2 separate regions of the Mus musculus genome follow, and region 1 is linked to region 2. Evidence: chromatin contacts called from public HiChIP or PLAC-seq data. All regions are on one chromosome and are shown on one strand. The core of a region is the stretch at or near the end of the contact, and the rest is flanking DNA. Distances in the headings are between cores, read along the strand shown.

What was found. HiChIP or PLAC-seq counts read pairs in DNA pulled down with a chosen protein or histone mark.
Region 1: a contact with region 2 is called in an H3K4me3 HiChIP or PLAC-seq map of neural progenitor cells, with 20 times the contacts expected there. The contact joins the promoter of Pcdh11x here to the enhancer-like site in region 2. A contact is called at or near these places in 2 of 39 promoter capture datasets (hippocampal neurons and liver) and 3 of 115 datasets of contacts at active chromatin or transcription factors (astrocytes, neural progenitor cells and stem cell-derived neural progenitor cells).

Annotation. Positions count from the first base shown.
Region 1 is chrX:120,287,786-120,294,275 of GRCm38.p6, reverse strand. Pcdh11x (protocadherin 11 X-linked) reads right to left here and starts at 3,949. Exons shown (of 7, transcript NM_001271809.1): 1 at 3,625-3,949. Gm30577 (a long non-coding RNA gene) reads left to right here and starts at 4,042. Exons shown (of 4, transcript XR_387050.3): 1 at 4,042-4,230.
Region 2 is chrX:118,590,718-118,597,566 of GRCm38.p6, reverse strand. No RefSeq gene overlaps it. Among named protein-coding and RNA genes, the nearest start is that of Tgif2lx1, 110 kb to the right of the region's middle. Within about 2 kb of position 1,261, at least 8 of the 459 cell types and tissues checked have an H3K27ac peak or open chromatin away from gene starts, as enhancers often do. A contact at or near this core is called in neural progenitor cells, where this site is marked.

The sequences.
Region 1 (6,490 bases), core at 2,700-5,199, 1.7 Mb before region 2:
CCCTTCTTCCTGCATTTCAAACGCACAGCAGCTCTTAAGTTTGTGGGAGTGGTATATCATGTAAAGAATGCTTTGTGTCAAAAGGAAGGGAAGAAAAGGGAGCATAGAAAACCCACATTTACAAAACGGAAGCTACTGTGCTATTCCCCTCTGCCGCCAAAGGAAATGCAGCAGCTAAGCAATTTGTTGTGATCCCCTCGAATCTAATTTCCTCAAGAATGTGACAGCTGAGGGCTTCAGTTGGTGTCCACATGCCCAGCTTGTGTCTTTTTCCTCTCGCCCTGCATAACCTTCTCCAAGTGTTCACTAGGTTCCTTCTCTTGTAGCTAAAGAATAAATTGTTCACACTCAGTGGGAAAAGGGATTGGTTTTGCTTTCAGGAAAGTGGGGTGTTGTTCCTCAAAAAGGACTGGACCACTTTATAAAGGGAAACTACGTGGCTTCTGTCTAGTAAAAAGAAGAACAAACAAATAAAATAAAATAAAATAAACCTATTCAGGAAACTTCCCAATTTGGTGCATTGGTCTACAGAAGTGACTCCATAGCCTTGGAATAAAAAACACCGCGACTCCTCCTTGCCTGCTGCCAGAAACCTCACAGTGTTGGACTTCTTAATTCCAGTCTTGTATTTTTCATACAAGGGACTCCTCATCCAGAGCATTCACCTTTGTCCCCTTCCCTTTCCACCCCATCTCCTGAAGAAAAGAACCCCAAGCATCACCCCCCAAGAACTTGCTTTCTTGCATAGACTGGCCGGTGGGGGATGGGTAATGGGAGTAAAGATTTGTGATTCTTACATCTTTACTAATCACGCAGCATGGAGGGGGTGGGTGGGGCAAGACACGCAGAGATTTCAACCCCGGTACATTAACACTGGATGATTTAATTCAGTGTGAATAAAAAAGGCAAGAGCTGGAAACTGGGAAGAACAGAGCCAGGCTGAAAGGAGGGAGGGCAACACACACGCGCGCACGCGCGCGCGCTCACACACACACACACACACACACACACACACACACACACACACACACGGTTCTCAAGGCCGAGTTCCAAAAGCTCAGCGGGCAGGCGGCACCTTGATGTACCTTTTGAGGATCAGGGTGCCTTTGGGAGGTGAGGGGGATGGGGGTCAGCTGCGCAGGAGCCTAGGGACGTAGGGCGACTGCGCACGGGGAGCGCGCCCCTCAGGTTGGCCTGCTTCCGCTCCCTACCCGTCCTAGTCGCTCGCTCTCCTGCCAGCCGGCGGACCCTCACTGCAGCTGACATCATTGCCAGAGAAGGAGGGGCGGCCCACGTGAAAAAGACCCCAGCACGAACTGCGTTCCCTCTGCTCGCTCTCTGAGGCTCTAGCGAGCCGCTTGGCGAACTCAGCGCCCTGGCGGCGGCGCCGGGACTTGAGCTGGGCGCGGCAGTTCTTAATTTAGCAGCAGGAGAAAGGTAGATTTAGACCTTGGCTCCTTCATCTCCTGGTTCTTTCTCAAAACCGCCCGCACACTGTCAGTTCTGCCTCGGATGAACCAAAGACAAGAAAGGTGAAACACGGACACACTATCAGTTACTTTCCCAAGCTTTCAAAAGCTTCCCCCCGCACAAAAACACAGGCAAAGACAGCCCTGAGGCTAGAGCCTTGGCCGTGGGAATTTGTGAATTTGTTTCAAACGTGATTAAAAGTGCACATCTTCCAAAGTTGCAGAGGCGCCAACCAGCGCATCTCCCCAACTCCTTTATTCACTCTTGAGTCACACTTGTTTTACTCACTTTTTCTCTTCCTTTTTCTCTTTCTTTCCTTTTTTTTTTTTTTTTTGTTTTGTTTTTTGAATGACAAGTAAGACACCTAGCATTTTCACCCTTTTTTGGCGTTACACTGTGCTGTGTTCAGAATTATCTGCCTGCTCCTCAGGTTGTTTGCTGGTTGCAGAGCTAGTACCACACTCAGGGGTCCTCTGTCCCCATTACTCTCCTATTTTTTTGCCCCGTTGCCCATGGCCTAGATTCTCAAACACTTTTTTCACACTGGGTCCATTGTAAAGAAACAGCCCCCAAGCTGATATAAATCTGCCTTTGGAAAGTTTCCTCACAGTAAGGGAAAGGACAGCGTTATGTTTTTTTTTTTTTTTTAATTTTTTTCCTTCATCATTTGCTTCTGTTACCCTTTAATTTTCTTTATTATTTTTTTCTTTTGTACTAGACCCCCCTGCTCTCCCTGATTTACGTTGTTAGTGGGTGCCGCAATGGCGCAAGTTTGGACTCCCAGCCCCCCTGAGACATTTTGGAAGGACACCCCGCTCGCAGAGGCGAGTGCCCGCCTGGAGGCGCGCGCTCACATACTCCAAGCACACATCCCAGTGCCCCACACCCCAAGCCGCAAAGGCAGCTAACCTAGTGGAGCCTGGAATAAATCAGAGGCAGCAAAGGGGCCATCTTCACTCAACCCCTAAAAAGTCTTTCCTTGGGGGAGACACAGAAATGGATCCTGCCATGCACTCTGGGACATTGACACCCCAGGGACTAGTAGCTTTGTGACTGCGCTCACAGAGTAGTGTCTCCAACTGGAGGTATACTGTTGCTGCGCTCTTCCAAAGTCTCTAAAGCAATGTAGCCGTTTTTTAAAGTCACCTTTTCCAATGAAGCTCTAAGCAAGAGACATTTTTTGGGGGGAAAGGGGGCCTTTCTTTACAAGCTCTAGGAAGATCCTTCCTTTGTGGAGGGAACTGCTTTTTGATTCTCTCTTGAAAAACGCCAGGTATTTATGACATAGGTGGGCGTTCTTTTGGCTAAGGAATTCCGAGTCATTTCTCTAGAGAATAGAGGAACCCTTTTATGTTGGGCTTGACTTTGTAAGTCTCCCCCCCCCCAAATTAAAAAAAAAAGAATATTGATTTTCAGCTGCTGGTTTATACGAAGTTGCATTTATAAAGGGGGGACAGAATTTCTCACACCTACCATCTCTACATCCACTAGGTCCCAGGGCAGGAAGAAATGGGATCATACCAGGAGGACCAATCCAGTAGACGCTGGGCGCCCTGCTGTGCGCACAGTTTTCCGAAGCCCTGCGGCAAGGGTCGCTCCCCAACCGGGTTGCGCTATCAAACCTGGACTCAAATCGGAGACCCCAGAGAGGAGCGCAGCTGGGCCAGCTTCCAGGGTCCACCGCGGATTCACTGCTGAGGCACACTGCCCCTCAGCTGGACTTGCTCCAGGTGTCTCCCCTAATGGTCTGGGGCGTCAACTCTGCATCCCCGCACTTTCCCAGATCAGAGTTTCATTCAGCTTCGCTGAAGCTGGAAGAATCAATTAAAGTGAAAGACCTTTTTGCACAACCCATGTCGGAGAAATTCATGCGCGGACACTTTTCTGACAAAAGTGAGAGTTTTAGCAAAGTAACCAAACCGAGTGGAGGCAGTGTCAAAAGATTTTCTTTGGGAGCTCATCTCCCGGGTTTGCTCTTTTTCTTACCTCTAGGGAACAGAACCCGGAAGGGAGGGCACCAGTAGGTCTCTAAAAGCATGCTATGGTCAACTGCCCAGATCCCAGGCGCAAGCAGTCACCGCGTCCTAAGCGCAGGACATGCCATGAGTCCCCAGCCTCAGCGGCTTTAGCTCCCGAACCGAACCCGATACTTACCTACTGTTTAGACTCCTCTTTGAGTAGTATGAAGAGGGGAACGAAAAAGGAGAAAAAAAGGCTTCCGCCCGCTCCACAGAGACTGCGATTGCTGTAGCGGGATCTACCGCCACAGCTCGCAGTCCGCAGAGCAGCTGTTTGTCTTGGAGGCTGTTTGTGAGGCTGGTCGGGCGGCCCGGGCTAGCTGGGCTGCCTGTGTCGCCTGAGTAGCTTCTGCCACTGAGACTCCTTGCACTCTGGTAGCCTAGCTTTCCGCTTTGCTGCGCGGGCCGCTGCTGGCTGCTCTGGCTCACAGCTACTCCCGCCCTGACAGTTCGTCGACTGCAAGGAGCCACTGCCAAGCCAGCCCTTTTCAATGGCGAGGGGGAGGGACTAGACAGGAGGGGGAAGGGGGACAGAAGGGGGGTGAGCGAGTGGAAGGCGGGGGGGGGGGAAAAGGAGTGAACGAGTGCCCTAGCCGCCTGCTGGGAGGGGATGGCGCAGCACCAACTGATGGGTACCCCCCTTTTGTCCCCACTCCCTGCACCCCTCTTCCCACTCCAGCTCAGGAGGCCGCCTCTCCCAGAGGATGAAGAACCTCAGGAGCGGTGCGGGGGCGAGACTGAGGTAAGCTTGGGAAGTTACATCTTGTGGCCCAGAGAAGGAGGCAGAAAGCGTTTTGCCTGCACGCTCCTTTATGGGACTGGATGCTTAGGGGAACAAACTGAACAAAATAAGCAGGGCAAGCATTCCTCCCCCGGGTGGTCCCCCCTCTCCTTGCACTTTAGTTCTCCTCTTTAAGTTTCACTCGTTTACATCATCTTACAGAAGTTTGATTTTTCTTGGTATGCGTGCCTTTCTCAGGATTCCTCAAGCTCCGCTGACTCCAGCTAGAGAACTAACAGCAAGTAACACCATTTTCTTATACAAAGGGTACTTAGGGCACACTAGAGGAAGTAGGAGCAAGATCCAGGAGAACCCGCAATTTGAGCCAAGTGCCTGTTTCTGAATATACCATATCCAGTTGTGAGAGGTCTCAGAAATCTTGGCTGCCTGTCCACACACATTCTCCTGTGTGGTGTAGGGTGGAGTGAGTGTCTGCGGAGGAAATACGACATTTGGCTATCCCAGAGCAAAACTAAGGGTATCATTAAACAGATCATGTCTGTGACCCTTTGAGGGGGTGGGGTGGTGTCACTGTGTGAACAATGCCGTTTGAAAGCAGGAAAGGATACCAGACAAGGAAGAGCACAGCCTGGAGCTGCAACCCTAATGCTTGCCAATAAGCTTGGCATCTCAGATGGTGAAGCCTGCCTGGCATAGGGTGTCAGGTCTCTGGAGAGCACTAAAGCAACAAGGGTCACTGTGTCAGGTGTGTGGCTCAGATAACTCATGAATAACAAGAAACAGAAGTTAATTCCCTACCTATAGAATAGGCTCAAAAACATAATAACACCCAGACCTCTCTGGTTCTAATTTCAAAGAGGATGTCTTTATATTTACCTAGAGGCCAGGAAATGAGACAAGTGAATTGTCTAAATTAGTCTGCACAAAATATGTGTGTTTTAGAAAAAAATTCACTTTCTTTTCTTAATGTGTAAAAAAACCTTACATTTCTGGTTCTTCAGTTTAGTTTTGAAAGGGAAAACTGAGTTTTGGTTTTGGATTTCGGTTTTTGGTTTTGCTTTTTTTTTTTCTGAAATAAAACAAGAAAAAGTACACTGCTTTCAGACACTAAAATCAATGAATTCTGTTAATACTTCCTTAAGATTTCCATCTCAATTTGATGTACATTTGATTTTAATCTTGTACACTGATGGGGAAATAGAATAAGAGGTTGCATCTGCAAAGGAACAGAGTATAAAAAAATAATCTGCTAGTTATTGCTGGCTGATTTTCACAAACAGAATTTTTACAGAAAGTTCCTTTGAGGGCAAAATTTTATGAATCTTTGCTCCACTAAACCCCACTCTCTTTTCCTAACCCCCTTCCAATTTCCAATTGTAGTTTTTAATTTTAATTTAAAGTCTTGCTTTCTAAATTCCTCAAACATTTTTGTTGTATTTTATTTCTTATACCTGAAGCCACTGCTGAAGAGAAACCTCAACACGGCAGTTCAGTACAGTCTTCGTGAAATAAAACACAAGGACGTATTTTCTTATATGGGTCCAGGGAGACACTTTAGCATTACATTTTATTCCTGTTGTATTTCTGACTTCATTATTCAGAATATCTAGCAGTGGCCTCTGTTCTCTTTGTCAGAGCAAGGAAATGTGTATGAGATGAAATCAGATGCTGTCAAATGTTACTGTTCTGCCTCTTGGATGTTGAACTGTTCTGTGACACTTTCATAAGGGATAGCAGTAACTCAATGAAAATAAAATCACTGGTTGATCTAAAATAGTGTGGCAAATCTATGTCACAGTGATACCTTCAAAGCACCAATTATTCCTCATAACACCTGTAGTAGATATCAATCAATTGCTTTCTTAAGATTTCCATCTCAGTTTGATGTAAGGGGAGATAAATAGTCATTACCTGTTATTAAAGCTATCATCATGACAGAATTATGTTGTTAACATTATTAAGTGTGTCCTATAATTCCTGAACGAATGTTTGTAAAACACATGTAACTTGTATAAGGATTTATACTCTTAAGTTTAGTCTGTCATTCTGTTCAGAGTGGATTAAGCATTCAGCCAAATAAACGTTTAATAGTTAGTATGGAGTGTAGAGTGCAATATTTCATTTTATGTGTATAGCCAAAAAGAAAATCATCTCTATAGCATAGAAGCATTCCTCATAGACCATGAAGACTCTACAAGTTGAACTAAGTAACCCTGAAAATCCTCCAAGGGAAAAAAATGCAGTTTGTTGAAAAGACTGA
Region 2 (6,849 bases), core at 12-2,511:
AGCTGACATAAAGCTATATATCAAGGGAACCACGATCCAGATTAGTGGTAGAACGACAGGAACAGTGCTTGTGCTTTGAAGAGACATAGCCCAATGTATGTGCCTTCAGCCTTCTGTGTCACTGTAATTCATTTCTTTTCTACAAAGTCTTATGCCTGTCTGTTCTATTAGAGATAGATACTTGAGTCCTAAAATTCTCTTCATTCATCTTGTTTACCTTTGACTAAATCTATCCCCCAATTTCTGTTCTCATAATTATGGGTAGAAGCGTAAATTATGCCAAACTTAATAACTGATGGCACTAGTCCACAATTTCTTGCTGACTGCAAACTCAAAGAAAACCATTACAAGTCTGTTCACCATAATGAAGACTGCTTGGTTTTCTTTATTTTTAAAAGTTGCTAACCACTATCACTGCTATCGTAAATTTCCAGAGAAAAGTGTGCATCATTTTTCTGTCCACACTAACAGTTATATCAATACTCTACCAGTTCATGCTTTCATTTAAGACACATGCTATCTGTGCTCCTGCACTTTAGACATCATCTCATTTACATCTCTCATCCTTTTCTTATAGTATTAATGCAACAAATCTGCCTTACACAATAAGATGAAGCTTTACTCTTACTATGTGTTCTCTGTTTTGTTTTGTTTTGTTTTGTTTTCTGTGTCAATTTTTTTTTCTTTATTTTCAGCTTACCTTAAGTCATTTCTTTGGTGTTTTACTTTAAATACCATTTCCATTGGGGATACTTACTCCTAGCCCAGGAAATTGCCCCAAATAAGTGCACAATCAAAAGTGTTTGTATAAAAGGAACAAAAATGAATGCATGTTTTGATCACCTATATGAAAGTCTTGGCACATATCACAGAAAATAAAAGAGTCTTGTGAAGTGTGAAGTAAAAGTCTTGTCTATTACTCACATTTTATATTGGGGTGCTTCTTGAAAGCATTTGTAACAGTTCTACATAAAAAAAAATCATATTCATACTGGAAAAAACTAGAAGCAAACCCTGTTGGGCTCCCGCAACAAGCTCTCATCAATTGGGTACTGAAAAGCTTACCACCTTATAAGTCTGACTCTACTGAGTATCCCTGTTAAGGGATACTGTAAAGAAAAGGTGTTGATTTGCTAACACTTGTATAGTCAGGTCCTGTGCTAAACCATTAAGCAAATGAAAAGCACCCTGAGGTTAGAAAGAACCCCTGCTTACTGCAGTTCTCCTAAATCACTGTCTTTTCTCACCTTTGTGGCTAGTTTGCTTACTTAGCAGCATGAATGGTCACTTGTTATTCATGAACCAAAGTGCAAATGGCTGAATACTGCTCTCTGTGAATTCTCATTAAGGCACAGTTCTTTTGTGTCTGTTACCCTTTAATTCATTCTGCAACACTCAAATCTCACAAAAAGCAGAGTAGAGCAGTATTATGAAATACACTTCAGATTGACCAAATGTGATTTTTGTCATTCATTCACAATGGCAAAATGTACAAAGGTGGGAAATTAAGATATTTTCCTAAATAAACCATTTTGCTTAACTCTATACAGGTGTGTGAAGTACACGATTTGCATGGTAAAACATGCACTTTGCGAACTTGCTTTGAATTTCTAAGCACTTCTATTTCCATAACTGTCTTGGAGCTGCAGGTGCACAGGATATTTACACCAAAGACAGAAATAATGTATGAATTATTCCCTCTTCTAGCTACTTCCCCTCTTTACTTCCCAGCCTGAGAGTTTGATAGTAAATAGGACTATGTTCAAGAAAAAAGGAGAAGAAAGAAACTTTACAATTTGTGCCAAATGACTTTAATCCATCTAAGAAAAGCATAAATTAATCCTCTTTCTCTGTACCCGCTCTGAGTATGAAGCTAGACACAGTGTTTGTGCCTTGGCTCTTTAGGAGCCTTCATTCTTTACTGAATTGAATGAATTTCACTGATTTCAGTCACTAATTGGTTCAATTCATTAACAACATTTTTGAGGTTTTCTTTCGCTTTTAATGTTAACTTAATGAAATACTTCTGTTTATGTGTTACTTTCTCACAAAAAAGATATTTCATTAGAAAACAGATGAATAAGACGTAGCCTTATTTCAAAAAGCCCCTGATGTCTTAATAACAGAAATTGCTGTGCTTACTGGCACAGAGATAGATAGCTCTTTCTGTCCTTTGTTCATCTTATAATATATTTATGCTTTGAAATATAAATATTGCCCACCAAAAACTTGGAAATAATCTGATCAGTTTTAAATAAGAGGATATTTAAGAATCCGGTTTGTAGATTTCTGCATGAGAAAATGGGAGGAAGTGAAGAAGGTTCTTGTAATAAAATAAAATGTTTGGATGAATATATAATGGTGGGAACTAAACATCTTAAGAAACCCACTCTCAACCTACATCCAAATATGTAGACACAATTGCATTATGGATTCTAAAGGACTGACAGAATGTTTGAAGCTTTATATATTTTTAAACAGCTAGAAGGTGGCAGATCTTGGACTAAAGTATTTTGGGATGCTTCTCGTTGTCCATTTCTTTGTGTAACTTAAAACTTATGGAAATTTGTTACTTAGACAGCTGCACTCCTACTTGTTCCAAGCCCCAAACTAAGAATGTGATAAGGTCTCATGTAAAAGCCAGTAACAGTTTTACCTGCTCTGTTATAGCACCTGAGGTTCCTCCTAGTATACTTTAAAAAATGCCTTGATTTATACATTTTCTGACCTCTGCAACCAGCAAAGTTCAGGTAATTATTTCCATGATTGACCATTGCTCTTCAGGCATGATGAATTTGTCTTCTCTGGGTACTGTCATTCAAATGTGGCACAAAAATATACTGAAGAGTATATTTGTGTCAATCAGAAATTATCAACTAAATGAACAAATAAATATTTGAATGACTTCTATATTTGTAAGCTCTAAATATCCTATAATGTTACTGCTATAATATCAAATTTAGAGTTTATAATATAGAAGTTACTCATGTATTCCTCTTGCCCAGGAACCCCAATTAAAATTTACTCAAATTCTATGTACCACGTGGAAGAAGTTTTATGAAGTTTTTAAAGCAATAGAACAAATAAAGCTATATAAACCAAGGCTTTTTTTTTTTCCTCAAAAAATTTTGGTGAATTGTCTATTTCTTATACTCAGGTTGGACTTCCAGTGGAGGGAAGATGACACCAACCCCCTTACAAGATCTTTGACCCAAAATTTGTCCTGCCTACAATATGTGTAAGGATAAAGATGTAGCAGAGAACAGAGATTGAAGGAATGGCCAAGCAATGACTGGCCCAAATTGAGGTCTATCCCATGGGAAAGAGCAAACTTTTTTTTCCGTTTTAAGGCATTTTTTTACTAGATATTTTCTTCATTTACATTTCAAATGCTATCCCCAAAGCCCCCTATACCCTCCCCCCATCCTGCTCCCCAACCCACCCACTTCTGCTTCCTGGCCCTGGCATTCCCCTGTACTGGGGCATATGATGTTCACAATACCAAGGTCCTCTCCTCCCATTGATGGCCAACTGGGCCATCCTCTGCTACGTATGCAACTAGAGACACAACTCTGGGGGATACTGGTTAGTTCATATTGTTGTTCCTCCTATAGGGTTGCAGACCCCTTTAGCTCCTTGGGTACTTTCTCTAGCTCCTTCATTAGGGGCCTTATATTCCATCCAATAGATGACTGTGAGCATCTACTTCTGTATTTGCCAGGCATTGGCATAGTCTCACAAGTGAGAGCTATGTCAGGGTCCTGTCAACAAAATCATGCTGGCATATGGAATAGTGTCTGGGTTTGATGGTTGTATATGTGATGGATCCCCTGCTGGGGCAGTCTCTGGATGGTCCTTCCTTCCATCTCAGCTCTAAACTTTGTCTCTGTAACTCTTTCCATGGGTATTTTTTTCCCCATTCAAAGAAGGATCCACATTCTAAGAAGGACCCATACTTTGGTCTTCCTTCTTCTTGAGTTTCATGTGTTTTGCAAATTATATCTTGGATATTCTTGACATTATAATGATAATCTGATGTGCTTGCAGACTGGAATCTAGTATAACTCTCTACTGAGAGACTTCAGCATCTGATGGAAACAGATACAAGGACCCATAGCAAAACATTAGGTGAAGCTTGTGCAGTCTTGTGGAAGAGTGAGAAGATAGATTCTAGTAGCCAGAGGGGTCAATGACAGCACAAAATGGCTCACAAGGTCAGCTATCCTGGGCCCATAGGGGCTCATGGAGACTTAATCATAAACCAAAGTGTATGCATAGGCTGGACCCAGAAATCCTAAACATAAGTACAGGACAACATGCAGTTTGATCTTAATGTGGATCACCTAACAATTGCAGCAGAGGCTGTCTCTGACTTTGAATCACTTTCTCCTAGCTAGGCTGCATTGTCTGGCCTCAGTGGGAGAGGATGCCCCTACTCCTACTGTGACTTTATGTGCCAAGATAGGTTGGGACCCATGAAGGTGGAATAGAGAGAGGAGGGTGGGAGGGTGGGACTTGAAGGAGAGAAGGGCAGTGGACTGCACTCAGGATATAAAGTGAATAAACAGATAAACTAATAAAAGAGATAATACACTAGATAATTACAATTAAAACAATATATTGTTGAAAAATTAAATAGACATGTTAAAGAAAAACAAAGGAAATTTCATATATGTAAGAATCAGATGCTGTCTAATGGAATTCTTAGCCTTTTGGTTGTTAGAAACTATGATTTTGTTAATACACTGCAGTAGTTTTATCTCCTACACTTATGATGTTAGGTACAATACAGGTAAAGGATGGCTATTTAGAGGACTAATCATAACCTAAGATTAATTTTAATTAGGAACTCAGTCTTTACTATTCCAATATCTCCATAATTATTTAAATTCTTATCAGTTAACAGGCTTTGAAGACAGTTTAGTTTAGGATACAGCTTCTTTCTTACAATTTTGGGGTTGACAATAGCTATGACTAATTTAAAAACATTGATGTAGTACATTTATGTTACCATCTAAGATCATAATATTGAGAAAGATATTATGACTTCAGCGAGCTAAGAGCTTTAGAAATACACAAAATCATAAAAGAGATTCAACCAGTTTGGTTTCATTAGAAGAACAGACCTGATATAATGAAAATATATTAAAAGCAGATTTATTAGATCCGTTTGCATGATTAGATCTATGTAGTCCAACAATGACCACCTCACACTAAATGCTGAGACATCTGTAATCTGTTGAGTACACAAGAATAATTGTATCAGCAGTCCCAGCCTGGTGCTGAAGGGTCAGAAGATTTCTGGAGACCTGATGATCATTGGTCCACATGGGCAGCCTGAAGAAGCAGGGTTCTGATATTAGCAAAGTAATCCAAAATTAGTAGCAACAGGAATGAAAGTGCAGGTGTAATTGCCAGCAGAGTAAAAGCAAGAAAGCAAAGCTTAAATTTCCTTCTTTTATTTGGGTGGCCACTAGAAGTTGTTCTTGATATTTAGGGTGAGTTTTTCCACTTTAAGTGACCTGAACAAGAAAATCCATCACATCCTGGTAATTTATACCAAATCTAATGAAGTTGACAATCATGTAACCATCATAGTGTAACCACTATGTGTTTTTGTGCGTTGTCTATGTAATGACCACAAGTCAGTCTTTTATTATTTTTACTTTAATGATAAGTCTGCTGATATTGTTCTTTTATTAGTTTTTAAATTAATTATTTTGATTAAAATACAAAAAAATGGATTTCACCATGACATTTTCATACATATACATCAATATAGTCTGCTCTGGTTCACTCTTCACTGTCTTTCAACATCCTTTCTCTGTATTCCATATATCACTCCTTCACCAAATATATGTTCCTTCTGCTTTCAAGTCATACATATTTTGTGACCTGTTCTTTTTCTCTCGTTCCTCCCTTTTAGGACTCTCAATTAAGACACACTTAATTCATCTTAGTATTTCAATGAACATATTAAACTTACTGAGTTAATACTAAAATAGAAGAATATTTCAATGCCTTTGTCTGAAAGTAAGATACAATTAGGGACATGTAGTGTGTTTATATTAAAGAGATCATCTTCCATGGGCTTATATAATGGAATGCTTGGTGCCCAGTTAGTGGGACTGTTTGAACAGGACTACTAAATGTGGCCTCCTTGGAGTCGTTACGACCATGATGGAGGTGGTATGTCAATGGGGTTAGGGTTTGAGGTTCAAATGCCTATGTCAGGTAAAGTCTTGCTCTTTCTCTTTGTCTGCCTGAAATTTGTGAATCATATGCGAGCTCTCAGCTACTGCTCCAGCAAATATCTGCCTGCTTCCCACCATAATCGATCATGGACTCACGTTCTGAAACCATAAGCAATTTCCAATTAAAAGGTGACTGGGTCATAATATCTCTTTACAGCAATAGAATAGTAGCTAAGATATCCAAGTACTCTACTACATTTAGACACTGACTAAATTATATTTGGTTCTGTTTTTATCAAAATGAGATTTAGGTAACTGTCTCGTTTCCAGAAGTATGAAAGGTTCATTTTTATGAAAACACAAAGTAATAACTTCTCTGACACATGTGTTTGATTCTAAACCACAGCAATAAAATAGTACAATAAAGCAAGATAATTTTAAGGCATTTTTATTAGATATTTTCTTCATTTACATTTCAAATGCTATCCCCAAAGCCCCCTATACCCTCCCCTCATCCTGCTCCCCAACACACCCACTCCCCTTCCTGGCCCTGGCATTCCCCTCTACTGGGGCATATGATCTTCACAATACCAAGGGCCTCTCCTCCCATTGATGGCCAACTAGGCCTTCCTCTGCTACATATGCCACTAGAGAC